Regions from separate parts of the Mus musculus genome. Here regions 1, 2, 4, 5, 6 and 7 are each linked to region 3. The links are chromatin contacts, called in public Hi-C and promoter capture Hi-C maps. All regions are on one chromosome and are shown on one strand. The core of a region is the stretch at or near the end of the contact, and the rest is flanking DNA. Distances in the headings are between cores, read along the strand shown. Region 1 holds the start of Prkar2b (protein kinase, cAMP dependent regulatory, type II beta). Region 2 holds the start of 5430401H09Rik (a long non-coding RNA gene). Region 3 holds the start of Twistnb (twist basic helix-loop-helix transcription factor 1 neighbor). Region 4 overlaps Hdac9 (histone deacetylase 9). Region 5 overlaps Hdac9 (histone deacetylase 9). Region 6 overlaps Hdac9 (histone deacetylase 9). Region 7 overlaps Hdac9 (histone deacetylase 9).

The links. Promoter capture Hi-C pulls out the DNA fragments that hold promoters and counts their contacts. Hi-C and Micro-C count contacts between places; a contact is called where the count stands out from the background.
Region 1: a promoter capture Hi-C map of liver shows a contact between it and region 3, with 2.1 times the contacts expected there. The contact joins the promoter of Prkar2b here to the promoter of Twistnb in region 3. A contact is called at or near these places in 2 of 39 promoter capture datasets (hippocampal neurons and liver).
Region 2: a contact with region 3 is called in a promoter capture Hi-C map of liver, with 3 times the contacts expected there. The contact joins the promoter of 5430401H09Rik here to the promoter of Twistnb in region 3.
Region 4: a contact with region 3 is called in a promoter capture Hi-C map of second pharyngeal arch cranial neural crest, with 9 times the contacts expected there. The contact joins the enhancer-like site here to the promoter of Twistnb in region 3. A contact is called at or near these places in 4 of 39 promoter capture datasets (the 3T3-L1 cell line, cranial neural crest, liver and 1 more) and 2 of 115 datasets of contacts at active chromatin or transcription factors (astrocytes and large pre-B cells).
Region 5: a Hi-C map of pre-B cells shows a contact between it and region 3, with 2.1 times the contacts expected there. The contact joins the enhancer-like site here to the promoter of Twistnb in region 3. A contact is called at or near these places in 2 of 39 promoter capture datasets (the C10 cell line and liver), 2 of 484 Hi-C or Micro-C datasets (bone marrow-derived macrophages and pre-B cells), 2 of 115 datasets of contacts at active chromatin or transcription factors (the 230-238 cell line and large pre-B cells) and 1 of 9 other capture datasets (adipose tissue).
Region 6: a contact with region 3 is called in a promoter capture Hi-C map of hippocampal neurons, with 5 times the contacts expected there. The contact joins the enhancer-like site here to the promoter of Twistnb in region 3. A contact is called at or near these places in 6 of 39 promoter capture datasets (the 3T3-L1 cell line, embryonic stem cells, hippocampal neurons and 3 more), 2 of 115 datasets of contacts at active chromatin or transcription factors (astrocytes and large pre-B cells) and 1 of 9 other capture datasets (adipose tissue).
Region 7: a contact with region 3 is called in a promoter capture Hi-C map of hippocampal neurons, with 25 times the contacts expected there. The contact joins the enhancer-like site here to the promoter of Twistnb in region 3. A contact is called at or near these places in 20 of 39 promoter capture datasets (the 3T3-L1 cell line, 3T3-L1-derived adipocytes, the C10 cell line and 13 more), 3 of 15 datasets of contacts at CTCF or cohesin (large pre-B cells, pro-B cells and stem cell-derived epiblast-like cells), 5 of 484 Hi-C or Micro-C datasets (the C10 cell line, the N1E-115 cell line, cranial neural crest and 2 more) and 6 of 115 datasets of contacts at active chromatin or transcription factors (the 230-238 cell line, astrocytes, embryonic stem cells and 3 more).

The regions. Positions count from the first base shown.
Region 1 is chr12:32,060,001-32,062,700 of GRCm38.p6, forward strand. It overlaps Prkar2b (protein kinase, cAMP dependent regulatory, type II beta), which reads right to left and starts at 1,277. Exons shown (of 11, transcript NM_011158.4): 1 at 782-1,277. The coding sequence starts at 1,082. Gm51992 (a long non-coding RNA gene) reads right to left here. Exons shown (of 3, transcript XR_003950224.1): 3 at 2,219-2,283.
Region 2 is chr12:32,122,513-32,125,212 of GRCm38.p6, forward strand. It overlaps 5430401H09Rik (a long non-coding RNA gene), which reads right to left and starts at 1,311. Exons shown (of 7, transcript XR_872651.3): 1 at 1,110-1,311.
Region 3 is chr12:33,428,310-33,431,009 of GRCm38.p6, forward strand. Twistnb (twist basic helix-loop-helix transcription factor 1 neighbor) reads left to right here and starts at 1,315. Exons shown (of 4, transcript NM_172253.2): 1 at 1,315-1,599. The coding sequence starts at 1,346.
Region 4 is chr12:34,679,408-34,682,107 of GRCm38.p6, forward strand. The region is part of intron 3 of Hdac9 (histone deacetylase 9); the gene reads right to left. Among named protein-coding and RNA genes, the nearest start is that of Gm46347, 110 kb to the right of the region's middle. Within about 2 kb of position 1,289, at least 31 of the 459 cell types and tissues checked have an H3K27ac peak or open chromatin away from gene starts, as enhancers often do.
Region 5 is chr12:34,712,976-34,715,675 of GRCm38.p6, forward strand. All of the region lies in intron 3 of Hdac9 (histone deacetylase 9), which reads right to left. Among named protein-coding and RNA genes, the nearest start is that of Gm46347, 73 kb to the right of the region's middle. Within about 2 kb of position 1,401, at least 52 of the 459 cell types and tissues checked have an H3K27ac peak or open chromatin away from gene starts, as enhancers often do. A contact at or near this core is called in the 230-238 cell line, adipose tissue, bone marrow-derived macrophages and 1 more, where this site is marked.
Region 6 is chr12:34,790,400-34,793,099 of GRCm38.p6, forward strand. The region is part of intron 3 of Hdac9 (histone deacetylase 9); the gene reads right to left. Among named protein-coding and RNA genes, the nearest start is that of Gm46347, 4.0 kb to the left of the region's middle. Within about 2 kb of position 1,317, at least 22 of the 459 cell types and tissues checked have an H3K27ac peak or open chromatin away from gene starts, as enhancers often do. A contact at or near this core is called in hippocampal neurons, pre-B cells and second pharyngeal arch cranial neural crest, where this site is marked.
Region 7 is chr12:34,657,240-34,660,037 of GRCm38.p6, forward strand. All of the region lies in intron 3 of Hdac9 (histone deacetylase 9), which reads right to left. Among named protein-coding and RNA genes, the nearest start is that of Gm46347, 130 kb to the right of the region's middle. Within about 2 kb of position 1,547, at least 19 of the 459 cell types and tissues checked have an H3K27ac peak or open chromatin away from gene starts, as enhancers often do. A contact at or near this core is called in forebrain and hippocampal neurons, where this site is marked.

The DNA of each region.
Region 1 (2,700 bases), core at 27-2,526, 1.4 Mb before region 3:
GTGGTCCTTAGATGCTGGCTGGCTTTTCATTAAGACAACTGACAAAGCTCTTAGAACTTCCCATGGTGTTATTTTTTTTTCCACACACTTTAAAAAGAACATCAAAATCATTCAATATATGTTTTGTATCTTTTTTTTTAAAGAAAGAAAATCATTGGCCTATTTCCTCATGCCAAAGACCCCCTAGGTATCAGGCTAAATATGCTCCTTTGTTATATGTCCAAAAATATCGCCACCACATGGTATTGGAAAAACTGGAAAATAAATTATTCGTATTCCAAGAATGTCACAGCTATTATCGTTAATTTGTTTTACCTCAGCGAGTCCGATTTCACACTCTTCTCACTGAGTCCTACATGCTTCGCCCTTTCTCCCAGAACACTCCATTAATAAATCTAAAGGGCTGAAAAGAGGCCGCCAAGCGCCCTTCATGCACAATGGTACTCCCGGAGCCTGAGACATCTCCAACCACGGGAAAGTTAACGATCCAGCAAGATGCCCACCCTAAATCGCCCCGGAAAGAGAGGTGACAGAGGGGCAGCGGGAGCGCAACCTCTCCTTTCCCCACCTCCAGAGAAAGGGAGGGCATGACAAGAGAGCTGAGTAGGAAGGTGGGCGAGTGGGAGCGACCGAAATGGGTGCTGAGGGGGTGGGCGTAATGGGAAGGTGGAGAGCACGGGGAAGGTGGGGAGCTCAGCCCGGGGTTCAAGAGCGAGGCGGGGTTCGAGAGTGAGGCGGACGCGGCGGCCGGGGCTCAGGGCGCGAGGGGGCCGGTCCTCACCGTTGAACGCCCCTGCTTCCGCGGCCTCCTCCTCCTCGCCGTTCTCGGAGTCGGAGCGCATGGGCTCCTCGGCGAAGTTGACACCCTTACTGGGGATGCCGCCCCCGGCGGCTGCGCCCGCGTCCCCCCAGGTCCTGCCCTCATGGCCGAAGCGCGCGGCGCCCTTGCGCTCGTTCTCCTGCTGCAGCCGCGTGAAGTGCTGCAGCGCGAACTCCAGCAGGTCGGCGGGCTGGTGCCTCAGCACCTCCACCGTGAAGCCCTGCAGCAGCTCCGTGAGCCCCGCGGGGATCTCGATGCTCATCCTGCCCGTGCACGCCGAGGCGCCTGGACGCCGCCCTCGCCCCCTATCCGCGGTCCGGTCTCGGGCTGCGCGGCTCCCGAGCGAGCGCCCCGGGCGCTACCGGCTGCGAGCGCGGCGCACTGGGCCCCCGGCGAGGCTGCTCCGTGCGGCGGCAGCAGCAGAGCGAGCACAGCCCGGGGAGGGTTGGCAGCATCTCCAGCTCCTCCCGCTCCTGCTCCCGCCGCCGCTGCGCCGCCCCCCGCCCGGCGCCCCGCCTCCGCCCGCGCGCCCACGTGATCCCCGGAAACCATGGCAACCCGGCGGGCGGGAGCACTGCCGCCTCTCAAGTGGCCCCAGGGTGGAGGCAGCCTGAGCCTGGGGCGTGGGGCTGAGGCCGCGCGCTCCACCTGAGCTCCCTGAGCGAATCCCACGCACCTTTCTCCCTGTCCCACGCAGAGTTGGTGCGGCGCAATTCCTGCTGAAACTTCAGCCTCCACCTTGGTGGCTTTTCCTTTTCCTAGAATCCAACCCCAAGAGAAACGTGCGTGGTGTCTTTTGTTAGTCGCACAGCCCTACTGGTTCTCTTCTGGATAAAAGAGATGCTGCCACTTGTCTGTCACAAAATTTTCTTTAATTCCGCCTTTTAGCCTCGTGGCTGTGATGGTTTGCCTTACAGATGCTCTGCCACACTCTGCTTAGTACATTTCCTACTGGTTACTGAGACAAAGGCCGCATTTATTGTGTAGCACTTAACAAAGTTAGTTGATCCTTCAAGACAGGATACAGGGTAGTCAGGGCAGCTGGACAGACAACTAAGGGTGTGTTACCTGATTAGCCTCTTGTTGCTTATTTTTAAAACCTTTCCTGACACTTTGCGTCACTTCAATTAAATCTCCAAAATTTGAATATAGCAATAAAAAGGAAAAGAGAACTACACATTTGTGCTTTTTAAAGAAAACCCTTGTCTTTAAAACGAGCCTATTCTGAGAATTTTGAAACAGAAAAATTTATCTTTTGCCAAATTAAACGCTGTATAAATATGCATACTTTATTTTCTACGATGCCCATTTCATTGTAAAGCAGTCCAAGTGCAAACTCACTTGAGTTTTATTTTATTCTTAAGTTTTATTTATTTATTGAGTTTTATTTTATTTCCTTAGTTGTTCTCACTTACCTTTCTGCCCACACATAAGGAAAATATGTGACTCACGAAACCCAAAACCTAGAAATCAAAAATATCATTTCGTTTTATTTTTTAAAAATTGCTTCTTACCCATTTGTTTACAATGTTTATTTATCTTTTTTTTTCATAAGGGAATTCATTTCTCAAGTTCAGTTTCTTAACCTCATAATAATAATACTGGTGTGTGTTTTTTTTAAAATAACATACTTCTAAATTGTAATTGTGTGGTGTATAAGAAATAAACTCAGAAAAATGTGGTCTTCACATGAGGCCATATGGAACACAGTATTAGTCAAGTTCTCTACCGAAATGTTTTGCAGATCCAATAATCTAAGATGTATTTCTATCATGTTTCTCCCTACTGCTCAGCAGAAAATGCAAAGAATACTAGTTAAGATGGGATTTTATCGTTGCGGTCCTCAATGTCGATCAAGAATCCTCGCTCATTCAAGCTCA
Region 2 (2,700 bases), core at 61-2,560, 1.3 Mb before region 3:
GACAGAGCTCATGGTCCCCAATGAAGGAGCTAGAGAAAGTACCCAGGGAGCTGAAGGGGTCTGAAGCCCCATAGAAGGAACAACAATATGAACTAACCAGTACCCTCAGAGCTCCTTGGAACTATACCAGCAATCAAAGAAAACACATGGTAGGACTCATGGCTCTAGCTATATATGTAACAGAGGATGGCCTAGTCGGTCCTCAATGGGAGGAGAGGCCCTACGTTCTGTGAAGGTTCTATGCCCCAGTATAGGGCAATTCCAGGACCAGGAATGGGAGTGGGTGGGCTGGTGAGCAGGGGGAGGGGAGAGGGGATAGGGGGTTTTCGGAGGGGAAACTAGGAAAGGGAATAACATTTGAAATGTAAATAAAGAAAATATCTAATAAGAAAAAGAAAAAAAATGTAATTGCTTTCTGGAAGGAGATGCTACTTAACTTTAAACATTCATGTTTTTTTTTTTTTAATCATATCAGTCTCCTCTCTCAGAAAGAAGTGGGCAGAAAGAACCTTAAACTTCTCCCTTGTAAAAGGGGATGCTGATAAGAGGGACGTCCAGCTGAAGCCAGTGTGATAATGTCAAGGATCAGCAAGGGCTGCCTGACTTTTTGTGATTGCTGATGCTGTCATTAGGGCAACAGTGTGGGGCGAAGGGAGACTCCCAAGGCTTGTGTTTTCTGTGCCAGAGGTTTTGTTCCTGTGGTGACAGGTCTCTGGGTGTCCCTTTTACTGTGTCCTCAGGTTAAGCAGTGTCCCTCAGAGTTCCTCACCATGAGCTAGACATAGGCAGATGTTCATCTGGCATGAGGCAAGGGACAGTATGGCTTAGATAGGTCTAATTTTTATTTTGGTTTTCCCCCTAAACCAGAGAAGAAAAGCTCAAGCAAAGAAAATGAGATCCATTTGCTGGATGGTGGGAAGGCTCCCTGGTGCCTCCTGTTATCTGCCTTCCAGAGGCCTTTCCAGAGCTTGGTGCTGTTAACAGCCTGCAAAGAGGCCTCTGGTGGTACTAATCAGAAAAAAAACAAACAAACAAAAAAAAAACAAACCCAAACAAACAAAACAAAAGCAAGCAAGCAAACAAACAAGAAGACAAAGCAAACCACTTACACTCAAATGTGAGGCAATGCCTTTACTTCCGGGAGCTCCGTTCCTCAGACCTTCTCCTGGTTCCACAGCCTTGAAATTTGTATTGCGTCAGCCCTGGGACACATCTCTTATCTACACTTCTGTTTCTGGGCTGTTTTCTACTGATGTCTGCCAAGGACAGTGCTCCCAGAATGCGCCTGACCTTTAGAGGGTGAGATGCACTTCTGCCAGCAGTAGTGGCCCATCCCTGTGGGGACTTGACCCAACAGTTGAGAAGACAAGAACATCTGTTGGCCTTTGGGAGCAGGAAGCATTTCATGTACTCTCCAAAAAAGACAGGGCTCCAGGCGGTGTCCCTTTTAAAATGCAGGTTTTTCCCCCCAGTGTTAAAAGCAAATAGCAAATGTACAACTTAGATTATTTGATATAGCTTAAATTAGTCTCCAATTTCAGTGAGACAAAGATGCCAGTGAGGAGTCCTATGATTTCCTCGCCTTAATTTTATGGATCATCATTTGGAGTGCCTGGATGGAACGCCTGAGGAATATAGATTGCCTTTAAAATTGGAACATTCATGGTTGCTTTTCCTGTTGATAAGCTTTTTAAAATGCTGACAGAAGTCTAAGCTGTTCCCTTTGTGCTGAGGGGCTGAGACACGGTTACAACTTCCCTTCTTTCTGTAGTAACTCTCTCCCGTCTTTCAGGACTGGGCTATGGCTGTGGGTGGTGTCTTCCGATACCATTGCTTTGCCTCTTCGACATTTTCAACAGAAGACGCTTTTCTGTTGTTATTGCTGAACATGCAGTTTTGCTAAATCCTCGATGGGAGTTCTTGAGAACACTGTTCGCTGTTTTGGTCTAGTGGCACTTGGACTTTGCCATGCATACCACTTCGGAAGCTTTCTAATGTGCATCCATCTAGTATTACAGACCAGGTGATTTGGTGGATAGAGTTGAGTCTAGAGGATCTGCAGAATATGTCAACTTTGTCTAAGCTCCACACTTTGAGGAATAGCTTTATCTAGGAGCAGGGATTGTCTGTGCAGTTGCCATTTTGGTCACGTGAGTACTGATGGCTTTTCTCAGCATAGTAGAATATTCCTGGCTTCTCTCTGTGAGATATCAGAAGTGTTACCACCACATTTTGATAACCAAAGATGTCCCCAGATTCTGGCAGATGTCTTCAGCCATGGTAGATTTGAAATCTACTGTGTTAAAATGTTCTTAATGCAAGCATCCTGGGCACCTGACCATTCCTTTGGTGATGGATTTATGTGTGGCTTTCTCATCTCAAACACAGTTTTCTTAGGTTTTTTATAATGAAATCAGGTTTTTGTTTGTTTTTGTTTTTGCCATGAAGGATTCAAGCTATGATTATTTTCAAAGAGGGGCAATTGTTATCTAACCCAAACAGTTTTAAAAGACAAAAAAAAAAAAAATCATGCATATGTGCGTATATGTTTGTGTGTGCTACGTGCTTTAGGAAGCCAGACACTATACATTTAAAAGACGATTCATGTACTCTTTACTGATCTAAAGGTACCAGAACCTGGGACAGTGGAGCCTAAAAATGATGCAGACTAAAGTCTCATGCAGTAGCCAACTTTATTCA
Region 3 (2,700 bases), core at 65-2,564:
TGCTTTGTGCTAGTCTATAGACAGGCCTTGCTATTTCCATAAACTCTGATATTCAGAGCCAGCAATATACAGCTGTCTTAGTCTTTGGCATTGGAATCTGAAGGATGGTAACAATGCTATTCTGCGGTGGGCTCCTCTTGCTTCCCTTCATCAGGTAGCCAAGGTAGGTAGTTTTTTATGAAGCTGGGCTTTTTAAACCAACATTTTGCAGCCCAAGATGTGCACAGTTCCTGCACCCAAGGCTTAGAGATCATAGTTGAAGAAGGTGGAGGGTTGTAAGAGCTAGAGGAACAGTTTGGGTTGTTAGGACATCACGGTCCAAATGAAGGTTTCTTTTTTATCCCTTGGGCAATACAAACCCTTGTGCTGATATGGTTGATGTCTGGGTATACAAAAGAAGGTCAAAGCTGGTAGCTGGGCTTAGCCATTTGAAAAACATGTCACAACACTCTCACTGTGATATAGCAGAAGGCAGAGGGACCCTAGATTGGAGAGGTATGGTGTTAGCAGTTCAGATGTTGCCTTTGCAATTTGTGGCCTGCTGCGGTGTATGATTGGGTTCAGCAGTGAAAATCTCCACGAATGTTTCTGATTCCTTATTGAACAGCTCAGGCGCATAACAATGTATCAGGCCTCATTGCAGCTGGAACCGGGCACTCCTATCAATAGCCATGCTGAATCCAATAAAGACAATACTCAGTTGGGAGTAGTGGCTCGTGCTTTTTATCCCAGCTCTCTTGTGGCAGAGGCAGGCAAATATCTAAATGTTAGAACCAAACCAGCTTGGTCTACATAGCGAGTTTCAAGTCACCCAAGGCTACATGGAGAGATACTGTCTAAAAACAAAACAAAAACAGAAAACCAAAAGAATTAAAACAAAACAAAACAAAACAAAACAAAAGCTCAAACCATTAATTCACTAGGCCTTGACCCAGTATTGAAAGAAACTGGGAGCTTAAAAAACAAAACAAAACAAAACAAGCTATTTTGGGCCTCTGCCTTTTTATACTTAGGTGCCCAGATCAATAAATTCAATAAATTCAAGCTTCGCTCCATAACTGAGCATACTTTGAAGTGATGAACATCTGCCTATAGATATCAGAGAACCGCCTCTGGATATCACACATGCTCTATAGGTACACGGCCTCAGAGGTTTATCTGGACTCGGGAAAGAGCAGCAGCCCTCTGCTGGTCAAACCTCTATAATGCAGCTTTAGAAGATTAAAAATCCCCAGGCCGCGGTCGGTCGCCTTTTGATGATGTCAGCCATCATCAACACTCAGAGGTGAGGCGGGAGGAATGCTTGCGTCATCCGTGCGCGCCCCGAAGCACCCAGCCAAGCCTCATGGCTGCGGGATCTGTGGAGTCTCAGCGGTCCCAGGCGGCCTCCGAGAGGCCCGTGGCGGGTCAGGCCGGGGTCCTGCCTTGCCTGGAGTTGCCGAGCTACGCGGCGGCGTGCGCGCTGGTGGGCAGCCGCTATTCGTGCTTGGTGGCTGCCCCGCACCGCAGGCACATCGCCCTGTCGCCCCGCTACCTGAGCAGGAAGCGCACGGGCATCCGCGAGCAGCTGGACGCCGAGCTCCTGCGCTACTCCGAGAGGTAAGATGTCGCCGCGTCCTCCCGGGAGCCCCGTCTCTGCTGGCCAACGGGCCCTCAGCTCCGTAACCCCACGGCGCCGCGGAAGTAAAGTCGCACGAGCTTCGTGAACCTTAGCCCCGGCGTCTACCGTCGCCTTCGGCGCCGCTGGCCTGGATGCAGTGGCCCGGTTCCTGGGGATGAAACTGGCTGGTGTGGTGTGAGTGGCGGCTGCTGCAGTGCTAAAAGCACTCCCCGTGTGGAGACTAGAGGTGCCCGGTGTCTAGAAACCCACCAGGCTGAGCTTTGGGTATTAAACGTTTCGTTTAATCACTTCCGGGTGTGTTCTCACCTAATAATGAAAATTTGCTGTCAGTATTATTCTCCTAATGTGGAAGCCGGTTCATTGCAAAACATAGGCAGGTTTGTTTGTAATTTCATTGTTCCCCGTCCCCCCGGGGGGCGCTAATTGGGGATGAACGACGAGCCTAATTTTTTGTAGGAATAGAAAGTTCACACACACACACACACACACACACACACACACACACACACCAGTGCATTTATATTAAGCACTAGTAAGAATACCTTGAAAAAGAAAATCTCAGAATTTCAATGGGAAATGATATGCCATAACACTTCACAACTAATTTGGCGGGAATGGGGGCAAGGTTCAGAGATACCTGAGATGACATCGATGTCTTTAGTAATTCAATGACACTTCAGAAATTGCAGGGATTGTTTTGGGGCAAATTATCCAAAGCAGTTACCACTCTCGAGGACTTTGGCAGTCAGCCCCATTAACCATCCAAGGTGGTCACTAAGCATGGAAACATAGTTATGTTAAGTAGTCTAACCAGCTTTTCATTCATTGGGGAAAAGTTATTTAAAGATGCATAATAGGAGCCACACTACAGACGAGAATCGGATCATTTCTGTAACAGAATTGGATAATGCAGCCATGTAGAATAGAATACACTGTTTAATTGAGCTGGACACCTCTCCTTGTTACTGTGCTAAAGGTATGCTAAAAGAAGCCTATTTTTTCCAATGCAAATTAGGTTTCAGTATTACTTGAGTATTAGTTAAGAGTAATAAAAAGTCAATAAAACATTGAAAATATTG
Region 4 (2,700 bases), core at 39-2,538, 1.3 Mb after region 3:
TTTAGTTTGTTTTTAGAGAAATCAGAGAGGGAGAGGGTTAGGGAAAGGGATGAAGAGGGGGAAGAAAATAAGACAGAGTAGGATGAGGAAGTAGAAGAAGAGGAGAGAATGCAATTTAAGCAAAGCTACAAGTCCCAGTTTAGAACAGCGGAGCTCTGTCTGTTCAGTGGGAGGCAGAAATCACCAAGGAAATGCTCCACAGGCCACGATCTAACATTCATTGGTCAATCATCTTGCCTGTGGAATGTTTGAGCTCTCATTTCTTTTGAAATTCTTAAGCTAGGAAATAATCAAAATGATTATTAAGCATCCATATATTATTTTCTTCCTTTCTAGAAACAGTTTCAGTCAGTACTGCAGAGAAACAGACAGCATTGGTTTTAAACCATTGAATGCACAGGTGACTTCCGGGTGTACTCCTGGAAGGTACAGGGAGCCTGGAGAGTCTGTTGTCTGTGCTGCTGCCCTGCTTCAGAGTCAGCATCAGGATGGATGCTTCCATTGACTGCTACCCTGCTTCAGACTCAGCATCAGGATGGATGCTTCCATTGACTGCTACCCTGCTTCAGACTCAGCATCAGGATGGATGCTCCCCTTGACTTCTAGCCCTGAGAAGAGTGAGCACCTGGCCATCCCCATTCCACTGAACTCACTCTTTCTGTTTCTGAGTTTATAATCATGAGCTTTTACATTTCAGGTAATCCTTCTGAGAACCTATTTATACCATCTAGCAGTGCTAGATAATGAGACACAGCACTTTTAAAAAGAAGTATTTATGGTCACTGACCCTGGCAACTTTGTTCTTCAAAGCAGAGCATCCATTCTGAGCTGCTTTGGCAGTTAAAATTGATAAAAATCAAAAAATAAAAACATGAAACATTTTGATTACATTCTGCAAGCAATGCTTCCGGATCAGAAGTCGCGCCTTATCACCCACTAAAGGAAAGTGCTGGTCTCTCTAGCTCCATTTACTCCATCTGAGCTTATTAGAGACATTTTACATTTTAATTGAAAATGTATTTACTTGAAATAAGCTAGTCGCCCATCACCTTTTCTTTTTATTAAAGAAGATCAGCTTTCTGTTTTGCTGCCAGAATCAGAGGTTAATAACAAAAGTAAAAGACAATTAAGTATGGATGTTTAAAATAAATGGGATTCAGAAATGGATGACATTCTTGATTGTTGGACTAAAATTAAACAGCTAATCTAAATATGACTGACGGGGATGTTGCTGAAGGAACAATTAAAACGGCAACTCTGAGAACTTCATCAAGGAAGTACTCTGTAATTTTCCACTTCACCCTGGGAGCCATAAGCAAGGCCTGTGAGTTGGTCCTGTCTGCTTATGGTTAGGGCAACAAAGAAGTCTGTTCTTAATTTTTCTGCTCGAGCTGTGGCCCAGTGTTATGTCTGGGAAAGCTCCCTTGATCTTAAATCTCCGTGATTCTCTTAAGGTGACTTGTCCCACGTTACCAAATCAGGAGCCCAGGGGCTGAAGCTGTGTCTTTGCTGTTTGTCTCAGGGTTATTCTTTCTTCATAGTCCAATTTGCATAACTTTATTGTTTTGTGGATTCTAAGCCTGTGAATTTATTACCAAGGCACCTGCCAGTGTTTCTGTATTTAAGAAACTGTCAGCAGTTTCTATTTTGGGGGTTTTAAGTTTGCTACAAAAATTCACTCTGGGTTGAATTTTGGCATGTGTTATAGGGTTACAAACCAAAAGTGAATTATTTTTAGAAAAAGGGAGGGAGCTGAGGGAAATAGTTCTTTCTTTTTTGCTTGAGGTATACAAAATGTAAAATAAAAACCAGAAGTTGGTGGTTACAAAAGGGTCCTAAGAGATTAATTCTCTTTTGTTTTTCTGACATTCACAGGCTTTCAACCCATTAACCCACATTGCAGACTAGTGTCCTGAGAGAGTGTGGCAAAATATTAAAACTATATGTCCTTTTGACAGGCAAGATGTGTTATGTACCCACTAATTTTAATAATGAAACACCAATTTGAGTAAAAGAATAGACTTACCAGAGATTAAACTAGAACCAGCCACCAGACTCAATCCACACATGCTTACTGTCAACATTCAAGAAGGCATCATGGCACCAGACAATCCACATGCCTACTGTCAACATACAAGACAGATATTACTGAGCCGGACAACTAGGGATATTCCAAGTCATGTGTCTTTAGAAGTTTTATCTCTGAAAAGAGTCTTCAAAACCTAAGTCTTTATTTTTGATAGATAAGAAACAGATAAAACTATCTATTCTTTTTGAAAATAATATTGAAAACGCTTATCATCCCCAAACATGAAACTATACATGTTTGGTGTAGTATCATGCCTTCACATTATCTTCACACAAGAAAATGAATCTTAGGCAATGAAATATCCAAAAAGTATCTTGTAAGTAACACACATACTATTTCCAATGCAAACATATTCTAGCTAGCTGAACAGAGTATCGATTTATTGATCACACGCCTCTTAAGCACCCTGTAAGGCTGGGCCCGGACACAGAAAGTCGGACTAGAAAGTTCAAATAATAGCGGGACAGTAAGGAGAATGTTTTTCCATTCCAAAAGTTTTTTGCTCTTCATTATTTTAAATTACATTTTTATTGTTTGAGAATTTCATACATACATACACATATATAATGTAGTTTCATCAGATACCAACTCCGAATCCCTCCTCTATAACT
Region 5 (2,700 bases), core at 151-2,650, 1.3 Mb after region 3:
GGAGATACTTACTCAGAGGAAAGAAAAACCAAAGCTAAAATAGAGGCAGACTCCCAGGTAAAGCAGAACTGTCCATTCCCAGCCTCATCACCCCTTGCAGGGATCAGAAGGCCCATGCAGGGGTCACTGCTCTCTGGTCTGCTATTCCTGGCTATGTGAGCTTTGACAAATCTTTGCAATGCCCCCTCCTCTCAGAGAGAAGATGGACAGGGGAGCTCTGACTATTCCTTTTCAGATGTAACCCCAAGGACAGCTGGAGAGAGGGGTGTGGCAAAAGTAAGGTATTCTTAGGGGTCCAAGACAAGATTTCTCAATTTCTATTGAGATAGAAGATAAACCACATTTAAAACAGTGAAGTATACAGAAACAGACCGAATCCAGCCTTACTGTAAAAATTACAGTTAAGTTTGTGGGGTCACACTGTTTCTTAGCATTTTTCCCTAGCTGTCTGTAACTCTCCCTTAGGAGACTGGTACTGTTATCTTCATTTAAGGTGGGGACGCTGAGGCATGAAAAGTTTAGAAACTTCTCAAGAAGACTATCTATAATGAAACCAAAACTTTGCCTGAAATGAATGTGGTCCCCAGAAGGTAGCATCTGGTGACACATTCCCCACTCTTTCACTCACTGGGAAACCATCCTCAGATCCTGAGTCCTTCTTCCCACCAGTCATCATTCCAGCTGCTGGGACAGAACTGACATTCATGAGTTGGTATGACAACGTAGGGAATTTTAGGTCTCTCTCGCTTAATGTTTACAATGGACACTTTCAAACTAATATACGCACCAATTCCGAAGTAGGTGCACATTACCGTGTTCCATGTGAAACAACAGCAGACCCTACAGTGGAGGCTAGGGAATAGGTGCCTTGTGAGCCATGAGCTATACATTCACCTGAAACTATCACATTATCAAAATGCTGAAGGCAATAGAATAGTTCAACTCTATAGGTAACTGAAGACCTTAAACTGCTTTAGGTCTGAGTTACATCGGGCTGTGCAGACAATGGCCCCCATGGTAAGACTGATAGCCCAGATCTGAAAACAAATGAACTTCCCAGTAGAAGCTTTTGCCAAGTCTAGAATTGTCCCCAGTCTGGAGCAGTAAACACTTACCGAGAGCTGCATTTCACTCACGCAGTTCTTTTCACTGCTGCTAATCAGAATCCCTTTTGTTTCCCTTGGTACAGGTCTATCTTCCCACACCCTACACATGATTACAGACTATTTGCAAAGGGAAACTTAGAGACACCCGGCACGATACTCTTTTCAGGGCTCGCTTAAAATCTTGAAAGAAACTCACCCGTTGTGTTGTGCATTCCTTCTTGGCCAAAGTGTGCCGTGGTTTCGAAAGCGAGCCCCGTCCTTCTGAACTTTTCTGTATCCGTTATAATATTAAAGAGCCACAAGGAAGGGAAGTGGTTAGTCAACTTGCTAATTTTATCAGTTCCCCACCACTCCCGGTTAAACAGTACCTGATGCTACAGACAAGAAATCAGTGTTGCAGTTAATTTCCCTGCCACGGCAAACCGGGAAGCAGAAGGAGGGACTGTATCTGGTTTGTAGCACAAGACACTCAATGAATGAACATCTTATTACTATTAATAAGAAGCCTAATAAATGCCAGACGCCAGTGATTCAACAAAATGAAGAGGAGGGACGAGAATGTCAGCTCATACTCCAGGAAACTCTGTATGGGTGGGAAGGGGGGGATTTTAATGCAGAGGACGTGTGGGACGTGGCTGGTGTTTCATTTGTTGATAAATTATTCTGCACTGGAATAGAGCCAGTTTACCGGATATAGAAACTTCCACCACTGGGGGCCCTGGCTCAGACCACTCTTCCTCTAGAGCTTAGTAATTAACAGACAGGACAAGGGAGAAAATGTGTGCCTCTGGATAAGGAAAATTTAAACACTCTCTGGAGGAGCAGCCATGAACTGTGTCCTGGAAGTCAAACTTGACAAGAAATGAGGAGAAAATATAGACCAAGAGACAGATTTTTAATGAAACAAAATGCTTTTGATGTTTCCATCCAACTCTGAAAGACTGCAACAAATATAAAACACTGCTGCCCCAGAACCCTGGACCAGGCCGTTTCCTGAGCTACTTAAATGGCTGGTATTTGAAGTAAATCTGAAGTGCTCACTTTGAAGTGCATCCCCCACCATATCTAAGGATTATGGAATTAGAGAAAAAAAGAGAGAGAGAATGTCTGCAAAGCAAATCATCTGGAAGGCTCATTAACCCTTGCTGCAGACTGGCTGAGAATGCATTCCCTCAAAGACATCCTGACAGATTGAAATCATGTAAAGTGACAAGGTCAAAAAGCCGGGCATGGTGGCGCACCCCTTTAATCCCAGCACTCGGGAGGCAGAGGCAGGCGGATTTCTGAGTTCGAGGCCAGCCTGGTCTACAAAGTGTGTTCCAGGACAGCCAGAACTACAGAAAGAAACCCTGTCTCCAAAAACAAAAAACCAAACCAAAACAAAACAAAAAACCAGTTAAATTCCATACTCTGGTGCAGTGTGAGCAAGGAAGGGCTCACAGGCACCCTTCCTTTACTACTATCCCCCAAATCAGTATCACTACCCAACTAAATAAAGGAGGGCAAAGAGCATGGAGAGCATTGCCCTTATTTCCCGTAAGCCCATTTTCTAACTTACATTTAAGGGAACGTGCTCCTTGATGTGTAAGTGATA
Region 6 (2,700 bases), core at 67-2,566, 1.4 Mb after region 3:
CTAAACTATAATCTGTGAATCTAAACTTTTCAGTCTTTCAGAAATAACATTCTATAGTTGTATATAAAAATAATATCAATACTATACTCTTCCCAAATAGTAAATGATAGTAAAATCTTTCCCAGGACCAACCAGTTTGCTTTGAGTAGACAGTATCATGAAATACCCTTTACTTGGAGAATCTGTTTGCCTTCCTTCTTCCTGTAACACATGATCAAGCGTGACTTATTAGTAAATTCCCTTATTAGTATTGTAGAAACCTGGGTCATCACACAAGTGCATACCAGTTTCTCCGAGTACTGCCCATCTCTTTGATTCTTGATTTCATATTGGAATGCACACAAACAAAACAAATGACATTTACCTTTCTAACAAGAATTACTGTCAAAGTACATCAGTTCCAACATGCTTAAGGAATTCGGGTGAGAGACATCCAGACCCTATCACGGATCAACTTGAGCTGAAAATAAATTCTAAGTCACACCATAAACTCATCGAAACACATGCGGCTGGACAGAGCCACGTCTCTGCCTCTGAAAACACAGCTCTGCTTCAGGCAGATGCCAGCAGTTCTAGCTGCAAACTTGAGTAAGGCATCATGAGTTAGGCAGTCTGATGATACAACAGTGGCTTCAAATCTGGCTGACTCTTTCCGTATGATGTTGAATAATTACCATGCAAAGCTTAGTCCTCATCTGTAAATCAAGATAAAAATATGTACCTTACAATGCTATTATTCTGTTGTAGGTCTCGTGGAATACTGAATAAAGTGATTTCCACAGTTCCAGGCCCTATGGTAATAGTAAATAAGCCCATATCTGTTACTACAGTGGTGTTTAGGTTCTAACATCACTAACTATATAGATGAAATGCCCTTTCATCTGGGCAAGGAAAACAACTACTGGGCGCTTGCTAAACTTACCATGCTGGAAGCCTTGCAATTACAGAGAAATTATGACACAAGTGATCCTTCAGAGGTACTCAGCAATCTGTTACACACTGCCTGGTACATGTCCCAGGGAATAAACTGCACAGTCCCTTCAGTGCTTGCATTAGGAGGCTGGGGCTTAAATGCTTTCTTAAGAAGTGGCGTTACCCGTGAAAGGGAAAGACCTGCTGTTTTCAGCTCTTAAAATGAGGCTGTGTTTGTGTTGAGGTCTTCTGGTGTGAAGAGCAGCAATGTTTTCGCTGTACTGTTTTATCGAAACAGAGTGAGAGCGGCATGAAATTAAAATTCAGCCAGCCAGTGTCTGTTTGCAGCCCTCAGCCATAGGGAATCAGCCATTGTTGCACAGGGCTACCTGTGACTAGTCATTAGGGGGACAGTCATAGATGTAAACCCCAGGAGTACCATATCAATGCTGGACCATGGTTAATCAATGACCTAAAAGCATTCTCATTATTTATAGTTACCGTCTGTACAGAAATACATGATGAGCCAAACAGAATAAAGCAAATATCATCCTCAACATGAAGATCCTAGAGCATCCTGTGTAAACTAGGTTTTCGGGAGCAAACGGCAGGCGCTGGGCAGGAATATGCTCCTGCCTCACTTCAGTGCCAGTTTTAAAACCCAGCCACCAGTACACAGTGACTTTTGAATAGTGCTCCAGCCTGTGCACAGATACCTCTGAACCTGGAAAAGCATTTTTTATTACTCTGCAGGGAAATAATAGCAAAATAAATTAACATTTTACTGGGGTTTTAATTGGAAGTGGCTGTTCTCAACAATATGTTTATCAAACAGTGTGACTGGCAAAATGTATTACTGTAGCTGTAGTTATCCAAATTACATGCTGTCTAAAGCAAAAAGGGCAAAAGCCATCTGCCTCCTATAACTTGCATTTTCTAGACAGCCTGCAGCTGCTTCTGATTAAGCCACATCGCAGAACTCTGGGGCTCTATTTTTAGCCACAGAAGCATATTTTTAGGACTCACACATCCAAGGCATGGGGCATTTATATTAATAAATGAAAACCACCTTCGGTTAGGAAGCCGTTCATATGACACTTTGCTCTGCTCTACATCAGCACAGAAAGGATTCCAATTGAACACAGCATTCTGAAAACCTAGTTTTTAAACCATGTGTCTCCCTTGCTGTTTTCAGAATTCTCGGGGAAGGACACAGAAAAGATGCATCCTCTCTGCATTATGTCATAATCAAGAAACTGTATTACAAGAAAAGATATAACAAGAAAGTACTTCCCCATACTAGAAGGCAAGCACGGTTGCCCCTCATTTTACAGATGCTTGCTGTAAACCACTGCATAGCATTACAGGATCAAGGCCCCTGCTTCTGTCTACAGAACCTAAGCCGCTAACACCAAAGACAAGAAAAAAAAATAAAATTTTAAATTGTATTTTATTGAAAAACTATAATAACAATATATTAGGAGGTATCATAAATTTTGATTAAGTAAATATATAAAAATACTCTAGAAGTGAGCAATATTCACAGAGAAGATAGATAACAAATTTTTTTCTTCTAATTTTAAGTCTTTATCATGGTATTATTTATCACCACCTGATCGAAATCTTGACCCTCAGGTTGGATGAAAAACAACATTTGGGTGCCACAAGAAAGGATGCTGAAACTGGAAGTACCAGAAAGACATGCCCATTTTACCTACTATAGGACTTCTGTCTAGAGAAATACAGCAATGACCCACTAAGCTCAATGCACAACATTGGTCCCTTTGC
Region 7 (2,798 bases), core at 297-2,796, 1.2 Mb after region 3:
TTCAGAACTCTCTAACCCATGTGTGTTGATCATGTAGGAAAACTGGCCAGTACTTCTGTTGTGTTGTCTCCATTATATGCAGTTGATACCCAAGATGCATCACATAATGTCTTCAATCTCCGTCAACTACCTCATAAAGAGTCCATTTGCTCTTAGAGAATAAGAAGGCTGTGAGAACAGGTTCAGGATCACTCTGAAGCAAGAATGGACGTTAATAACTATCCTCAGGGGCACAGATGAGGAAAAAGGGTCATTGACTTAACATTCTTTAATTCTTTTAGGTATAATAAGACTACGTCATGATTTACAGCTGAAAAGCACAGCTTTTGTTTTGCTTACCAATAAAAGAAGGTCTTTCATAACCTCAACTGTTGTGACACTCTGAGAGCTGAGAGATTTGAAGTTACCCTTTATATGGTTGGCTGAAATCTCTCTGCCTTGGGGGGTCTGGAACAGGGGGAAGCCTACTGTTGCTTAACTCCTAAGACATCAATGTTTCAGGGCTTACAATTGTATAAAGGCATTTTGTAGGATGACATCAAGGAAAATAACTTTTATGTGTTTATACTTCCAGAGGGTCATATATTGCTAATTAAACAGGATTCCTTCAGTTTGATTACATAAGGGGGCTTGGGTTTGTAATTCAATAGCACGTGAAGGTCAGTAGAGTTATGAAAGAAACTTTAAATTTTATGAGAAATCCGGTAACTATCAGGATATTTGCTCACAGAGCTGGAATATTTCTCAAAGCATTTTCCTGATCTGTTAAGATACAGGAAAATATTTTGCTGGCTACAGGGGTGACCAGATATTACAAGACCCTAAATCATGCAGATGGGTCTTTTTGAGAAAAGCCAATACTGAAACACAGATCCAGATCCCAGATTGTGAGGTTGAAATTTCAAAGCGACTAGACGAAGCAGGCTAAGACCTGTCTTCCAGCTTCGCCATTCAGCTACACTAATACATTCCCTGAGCAGTGTTCTGAAGTCCACCTCTCCAACCCAGCACATCAACGCATGCAGTGAGAGCCTTGACTTTGACCACCATGTTCCCATTTGAATATTTAAGGCAGGGGCGACTTACATCTTACAAAGCCAAGAATCTTTTAAAGTGAATTTCTGGGAGGTTTGAGATAGCGGCTGCTCCAACAATTGTAGTACTGCACTGCCCTCCAGAGGGGAATCCTTGGCAAATACTCACAATCCATGAACTACAGAGGGGATTGGGGACTGTGTGGCAAAAGTCTTCACTGTGATTCTTGTACTTCTTTCTCTCACATCTTAAAAAGAAACAGGTCTGTAAATCAGCGGCAGCCCCGATGCTCTGAGCACACAGCGCCTTGTCTTAGGTCTTCTGTCTTGTGTCATCTCGAAAATTTATATTTGCTGCAGCTTTCACTAAGTGATAAATATTAATTATTTCTGTCGGAAGCCTTGTTTATTCATGCATATTTTACAGAAAAAATCACACTAAACACATAGCCAGAGGCAGCCTTTGCAAGCTGAGACTCCTCACAGATGACTTGCAGGCACACAAAGGATAGCTAGAGACAGGATATTTTACTGTCTAATTATGTTGTCACCACCTAACTGAAATGTGAAGGGTGCCCAAAGCTATTGTGAGAAAAATATAACTTATCTTGAACTTCCCTCTTCTTCCATTATGGAACCCATTTCTACTCTGTCCTGCATGCCATCTCAGACAAGGGCTGGTTTCTGTGGCTTGTCAATTCCTGGTTACGCAGTATCTGTTCCAAATGAAAGAAGTTAAGTCAGAGCTGATGATTTCTCAGTTTTGTTCTTGTGGGACAAAGTCAACTTGTGAATGAAGAGCCTCTGCTTGGAAAAGTTAAACGATGACAAATATATATGTAGGGCTTCACAAATAATAATTCAATTATCACATCTATGACAGTGATACTGTCACCACCAGCTGCTTTTGGTGCCAATGAGTCACAAACAGGTTAATTCGGGATCACAGAACTGGGATGTGATAGAGCCGAGATCCAAATTTAGTTTAGCTTCAGAGTCTTATTTCTTGGCGTTTTTTTACATTAACTTAATATGCTAACAAATAGGTAAATACCCTGCCTAGCAAACTATAAATATCATTAATAATATTTTAAATGAAGTTAATATTTAGATCATGTCTCTATAGTCCATAACACACAAAATTATTAGAATCTCCATGGACCTTGGAAATGCTGCAAATTGGAATAAAATATAAAGTAATTTTGTGATAATTAGAAAATATCTAATCTCATTAGCTTTTAGGAGAAAACACCAAGACATAGAAACAACAAAAATGGTGGATCTGTAGTTAACAGCAGTCGTTGCTATTCGAGAGGACCCGGGGTTTGTTTCCCAGTTTCCATGTGGTGGCTCAGAAGCATCTGTTGTGAAGATCTAGCGCACTCTTCTGACCTCCATGGGTGCCAGGTATCACAAAGTGCATTTATACACACATAGTCAAAACACTCATACATATAAAACAAAACTAAATAAATCTTTGTGCATGCAGTCAAAAGACTCATAAAAACTACCAAAATACTAACATCCTTCTTAAGATCATGAAGATAAATTGTATAAACATATAGATTTATTCCTCAAATATCAAGGACCTCATTAGATATGAAGGAACCTACATGTCGCATATATATATATATATGTGTGTGTGTGTGTGTGTGTGTGTGTGTATATATATATATATATATATAAACCATCATCACTTTTAGTAATTGTGATGATGTATCTCTTAACAAAGGAAGGAGGAAGACAATATGCCTGGTGACTTCC